2 separate regions of the Ovis aries genome follow, and region 2 is linked to region 1. The links are chromatin contacts, called in public Hi-C maps. All regions are on one chromosome and are shown on one strand. The core of a region is the stretch at or near the end of the contact, and the rest is flanking DNA. Distances in the headings are between cores, read along the strand shown. Region 1 has its middle 15 kb from the start of TENT4A. Region 2 holds the start of NSUN2 (NOP2/Sun RNA methyltransferase 2).

Region 1 (2,904 bases), core at 69-2,568:
GATTGAGCCAAAGATAAAGACAAAATAAATTGAACATCTCCTTTTGGGCTTCCCTGATAGCTCATTTGGTAAAGAATCCACCTGCAATGCAGGCGACCCTGGTTCTGTCTCTGAGTCAGGAAGGTCCCCTGGAGAAGGGATAGGCTACCCACTCCAGTATTCTTGGGCTTCCCTGGTGGCTCAGCTGGTAAAGAATCTGCCTGCAATACGGGAGATGTGGGTTGGGAAGATTCCCTGGAGAGAGAAAGGCTACCCACTCCAGTATTCTGGCCTAGAGAATGCCATGGGATCGCAAAGAGTCAGACATAACTGAATGAATTTCACTTCACTTTTCCTCTAAGTGACATTTTGGGGAACTTTTAGCACCCGATAATCCATGTCAGCAATTGTGTTAAATTCACTGGACACCACTTGACTGATCGAGTGACCCATTTCAATCTTACTGTTTTAACTTTTTTTGTTCCGTTGCTCAGTCATGTCTCTCTGTGACCTCTTGGACTGTAGTCCACCAGGCTCCTCTTTCCATGGGGTTCTCCAGGCAAGAATACTGCAGTGGGTTTCCATGACCTTCTCCAGGGGATCTTCCCCACCCAGGGATCAAATCCGCGTGTCCTTACACGTTTCTTGCACTGAGGGCAGATTATTCACTGCGGAGCCACTGGGAAAAGCCGTTTTTCTTGGTAAGGACTTATGTTTTCAAACCAGCGTGGAAAAGTTTCTCCCTTGTCCGCTAAGCTGAGTTCTTTGGGATAGCGGCCAGCTCAGAGCCTGGCACCCTGGCGTGGGGTGGTTGCTTCTTAAATATTTATAGATTCGAATGTCTTTCTTGTCTTCAGATTCCTTTTTCTGCTGCCTGTGGCAGGAGATGAACCATGTCTTGTCTGCTGCTTGTTTGAAACTTCTGTAGCTCTTTTTAAAGATCTGGACCCAGATGTGTTTAGGGACGTTTCGGAGAAGGCAACGGCACCCCACTCCAGCACTCTTGCCTGGAAAATCCCATGAACGGAGGAGCCTGGTAGGCTGCAGTCCATGGGGTCGCTAGGAGTCGGACACGACTGAGCAACTTCACTTTCACTTTTCACTTTCATGCATTGGAGAAGGAAACAGCAACCACTCCAGTGTTCTTGCCTGGAGAATCCCAGGGACGGGGGAGCCTGGTGGGCTCCCGTCTCTGGGGTCGCACAGAGTTGGACATGACTGAAGCGATTTAGCAGTAGGAGCCTCCCCTGAGATGCTGCGATATCTCTGCCCACTGTGAGAAGGCCCAGTGCCCTCCCTGTCAATCAGGAAAAAGGGGAGGAGCCGCTGGAAACACGCCACACCCGCGTGCATTGAGCGCCTCCTGCCGGCCAGCCGCGGAGCCGGGGCGGTGCAGGGCTCAGTGTCCCAAGACTCCTGCTGGGATGAATCCTGCGGTCCACCTGGAGCACTGAGTAAAAGGGTCATAATCAAGTGATACCAGAGTTACCTCATTCCAGACAATGGGAGAAGCCCACCTCTCCTTTTCAAAATCACTTGGGTGATGTTCAGAATGACTGTCAGCCTCCACCTCCCAGTCCCATCTCACTGTGGCCAGGAAAAGTCCTGCAAAGATTTTGGCTGCACCCAGGTCTGGGAGGTTCAGGTTACACTGGGAGAGGCAAAGACGAGGTTGAGAGAAACTTTCAGAGAATGCAGGTCAGAGACAAGAAAGCTGGCAGCTCACTTGGCTCAGAGGCTGTGAGCAAAGAACTCTGAGAGTCTGGGCTCCAGCAAGTGGAGGAGTGGTTTGGGGAAAGGCTGGTCTGGAGACTGAGGTCCAGTTGGGAGGATCTTGAATGTCAGTTCTTTTATTCAGCAAACAACATTGTATGGGACACCCTGTTGAGCTCTGCTGAAGGGTGGGAAGGTTGGCAGTCTCCCTGTCCCAGCCCGGGGCAGGAGACGGGGACATCACCAAGGTCACCTCACTCTGAGCTGGCTCATGGTTCATGGCCCATGGTTGGTCCTATGAAGACTTTCTGCCCAGAACTTTTAGCACCTGCTTCCAAGCCTTGACCTTTTGCTCCTTGGGGCAGGACCTTCCCTGCGACCGAGGTAGGTAAGTAGAAGCCCTCATTCTGACTTTCTGATGGGAGGAGTCACACAGACGGTCCCTAAAGTGTTCCCTGCTGTCCATCCTGCGCCTGTCTTGTGGGAGGGACTCCACACAGGTCTGTGCAGTAACTGTGTCATGAACGTGCAAGTGGATGCATTTATTTACAGAAGAATCGAGACAGACACAACCATGAGGACAAAGCAGAACCTTCACCATCCGAAGTGGTTTCTTATCTCCAGACATCCTGATGGCAAAGCATTCACCAATCTTGAATATTTTTAAGATAAAAAGAAATGGACTTGTTAATGGCTGTTTTTAAACTTAGCCAGACTGAGGCAGAGCCTGCAAACCCCAGAAGCAGCTTGGACCACAGCAGCATCGTCTGTGAGTGGGTGGACCACTGGTGAGAAGCGGTACCTGCAAGGTAGCATCCTTCATCCAGAGGTGTTGTGGGAGCTGATTATTGGAGCATCCTTCCTCCTGGTTGTTCTCCATCTTCTATCAGAGGGCCACCCATCACATCTTCTCCCTCGGGCATGGCTTCAGCCAGCAGAATGAGACTGTATGTAGCATCACCACATCCCAGCAGAACACTGAGGGTCACCTGCGGCTTGGCTAGGTCTCCCTTTTCCCTCGCCGTGGGGCTGAGAGGAGCTGCTCCTCCTGTGAGGGTCCCTGAATGGTGCAAGTGTGATGAAGATAGTGCGGGGGAGGTGTTGCCCGTGTTATTCCTAGAAGCCGGTGAGATGGGGTCATGGGTCGTTCAGTTCAGTTCAGTTCAGTTGCTCAGTCGTGTCCGACTTTTTGCAACCCCATGAATCGCAGCA
Region 2 (3,110 bases), core at 51-2,550, 88 kb before region 1:
CAGTCCTAAAGGCCATTTTGCCCAGCAGAGGCACATCAAAGGACTAACACAGCCCACTGCAGGGACAGTCCCTGGCGGTCCAGTTGTTAAGACTATTTTTTTCCAATGCAGGGAGTGCAGGTTTGATCCCTGGTCTGGGAACTAAAATCCCACATGCCATGGGCTGAGGCCAAAATATTCGTAATTATCGTTTTTAATAAGTTAAGTAACCCACAGTAAACTTTAGACATCACAAAGTGAAAAGCCACCACATGTAACAGACTCCCCACCCCAAACTTGCACATAAAAAGGGATGAAGCACAGCTGCACCTGCAGGGGACGCTGGAAACTTACCTTTAATTTCCACCCATCATTCCAGGGCCCCCTCCTCCACTTACTCCCTACTTCCATGGATAAATACCCTGCTCAACAGCTGACGGGAAGGAGCTGATCACTGCCTCCTGTCTCCTTGCTTGACTATCTTAAGCCTTTTCGCTTTCTCCAAGACTGTTGCCTCTTTATTTGGTCTTTTCATTCTGCAGCTAGCAATAAGCCCACGTGCTCGGTTACACGACTCAAAAAAAAAAAAACACCACCACCATAAGCTTCACTTAACACTCACTAATGTCACAGGTTCTCATGTGTTCCAAAGGGTGGGGCATCGTCAACGGGCCCCCAAGAGTCAACTGCTTCTCATCTTGCACACTCGTGTCTGATTCTAACCTCCCAACTTGCCAGGTCCTCCTCCCCGTACTCTGTTGGGACACCCATGCTCCCTCTTCTCAAGGCCTCCAGGCTCTGGCATCCACACCGCTGACGTGTGCTTCTTGGGAGAAATACATTTCCGTTTTAAACCCGGGGCATTCTAAACCCCAACTCTCCGAGAAACGCGAAAGGCACGACCCCCTTACCTCTTGTAACCGGTAATTCTTAAAGTGGCCGGGAGAGGCTCCCTGAGCGCTCCCATGAACTGGTCCCACTCGCCCTCGGGCACGATCTTGAGCTCCTGGTAGTAGTGCTCGAACAGCTTGTTCTCCTTGACGATCTCGGGATAGCCGCCTTCCCAGCCCTGAGGAGTGAGAAACTTGGCACCCGGGGCCGCAAAGCCGCCCTTCGCCGCCCCGCAGGCCTCGGGGCCCCGGCCCGCCCTCCCCCGGGTCCTACCGCCCCATTGCGCTTTCCGCCGTCCTCCGCGCTCTCGGAACGCTGCTGCTGCTGCTGGAGCCGCCGGCCCCGCGACCGCCGCCCCATGGCCCACGCGGCCGCGCACGCCGCCCGTACGGCCCGACCCGCCACCGTCGGCCGCTAGCACTTCCGGGCTGCAGCTCGAGGACCCCGCGGGTCCGCACATGCGCCTCCCCGGGACCTGCAGGGAGGGAGGGACCTGCAGGAGCGCAAGGATTTCCGCGTCGGCTCAGGCACCGATGCGGGCAGCCCGAGGTCGCGCGTGCGCACCGCGGAAATGACGCTCGGTCGGGGAGGGTCCGAAGTGGGCGGGGGCCTAGTAGGCGGGGCTCTAGCAGCGTGGGAGGGGCGGGCGGGCGGACGTCGTGCCCCGTCCCCGGCGCGCACCCGCGACTAAGGTAGACGGTCCGGGAGTGCCCGGAGTGGGCGGGGTCTAGAGGGCGGGGCATGGGGGGGCTCTAGGCGCGTGGGCGGGGCGGGTCCGCGGCGCGCACCCGGGATTGGTGAGACGGTCGGGGAGGGCCTGGAATGGGCGGGGTTCTGGCCGTGTGGTTGTGGCGAGCCGGCGCCCCAGGCCTCCCACCCGGTCCCCCGCGCGCACCCAGGACTAGGGAGACTGGGGGCGCGTGGCTCCGGGGCCGCCCGCACGGGGCGGATCCGGGCCGAGGGCTTTGACCGCGGTCGCCGGCCTCAGGTAACCGCGCCTCCCGCCCCCCACCTCACCCCGCCCGCCGCCGCCGCCGCCCTATATGTGGCCCGACGCAGCCGCCGGGCCATGGAGCACGCCTGCCGTCACCCACCATGGAGCTGGCCGAGCGGTTCCTGCTGGACGCGCTCGCCTACCTGGAATGCGCCCTGGGCGTCGTGTGCTACGTGCTGCTGAAGCTGGTGGGCTCGCCCTACGGGCGCTACGCGTCGCCCGGCTCTGCCTTCGAGCTGCCGGCGCGGGCCGCCTGGGCCGTGCAGGAGCTGCCCTCGTTGGCCCTGCCGCTCCTCGCGTGCGCGGGCGCGCCGGCCGAGCGCCTCAACCGCTGGCCCAACTGCATCCTCCTGGCCATGTTCCTCGTCCACTATGCGCAACGGTAAGAGCGGGCGGCCCCGCGCTTCCCCCAGCCGCCCCTGTTGCGCCCCCTTCTCCCCGCCGCCCCTGGTTGGTGCGCCACCTTCTCCCCACCGCCCCTGGTGCACCACCCGCGTGCCACCCCGGGCCGGCTCCCTGCACCTGTGCACCAGGTCCTGGCGCCCTCTCCGTGCGCCCCTGCTCTCTCTCCCCCAGCGCCGTCTTCCTGCTTTTCTAGTTCCATCGTGGACTCTGTTGAGGGGAAGATTGTTGCCCCCTGTCAGATGCACCTTGGGGGTCTGGTTTCCAGTTACTGAATGGGTCACGTTCAGGGACTTTCTCCTCTACAATACAGGCAGGTGCCTCCAGCACTGTGGAAGTAGCCTTCCAAGAAATAAGCGGTAAACACATCTAAGGTCTTTAAGCTAACTTACAGATGTTTGGTTTTTGTGAAGAAGGCTCATTGGCTGTGTCTGTACCCTTCAGGTCTGTAACAAGTTGGGACTCTCTCCGGGTCTTAGGCTTTGGCTTTTGCACAGCTTCCCTGGTGGCTCATCTGGTAAAGAATCTGCCTGCATTGCAGGAGACCTGGGTTCGATTCTTGGATGGGGAAGACCCCCTGGAGAAGGGAATGGCAACCCACTCCAGTATTCTTGCCTGGAGAATCCATGCGGACAGAGGAGCCTGGCGGGCTACAGTCCATAGGGTCGCAGAGGGTCGGACACAACTGAGCGACTAATATTTTCACACTTTTGCATAGCTAAACCAAATGGCTGCTCGAAAGCTTAAAATCAAAATTTGAAAATTTGTATTCAGACTTCGAAAGGCTGCCCAGTTAAAAGGGGTGTTCTCTGCCCGTCAGGGACCTTAGCTCAACTGCTTTGGG

The links. Hi-C and Micro-C count contacts between places; a contact is called where the count stands out from the background.
Region 2: a Hi-C map of hypothalamus shows a contact between it and region 1, with 2.8 times the contacts expected there. The contact joins the promoter of NSUN2 here to the enhancer-like site in region 1. A contact is called at or near these places in 4 of 16 Hi-C or Micro-C datasets (blood, hypothalamus, muscle and 1 more).

The regions. Positions count from the first base shown.
Region 1 is chr16:66,567,500-66,570,403 of ARS-UI_Ramb_v3.0, reverse strand. No RefSeq gene overlaps it. Among named protein-coding and RNA genes, the nearest start is that of TENT4A, 15 kb to the right of the region's middle. Within about 2 kb of position 1,318, at least 14 of the 54 cell types and tissues checked have an H3K27ac peak or open chromatin away from gene starts, as enhancers often do. A contact at or near this core is called in hypothalamus, where this site is marked.
Region 2 is chr16:66,655,006-66,658,115 of ARS-UI_Ramb_v3.0, reverse strand. NSUN2 (NOP2/Sun RNA methyltransferase 2) reads right to left here and starts at 1,300. Exons shown (of 20, transcript XM_042233950.2): 1 at 1,144-1,300; 2 at 891-1,048. The coding sequence starts at 1,230. It overlaps SRD5A1 (steroid 5 alpha-reductase 1), which reads left to right and starts at 1,912. Exons shown (of 5, transcript XM_027980176.3): 1 at 1,912-2,246. The coding sequence starts at 1,966.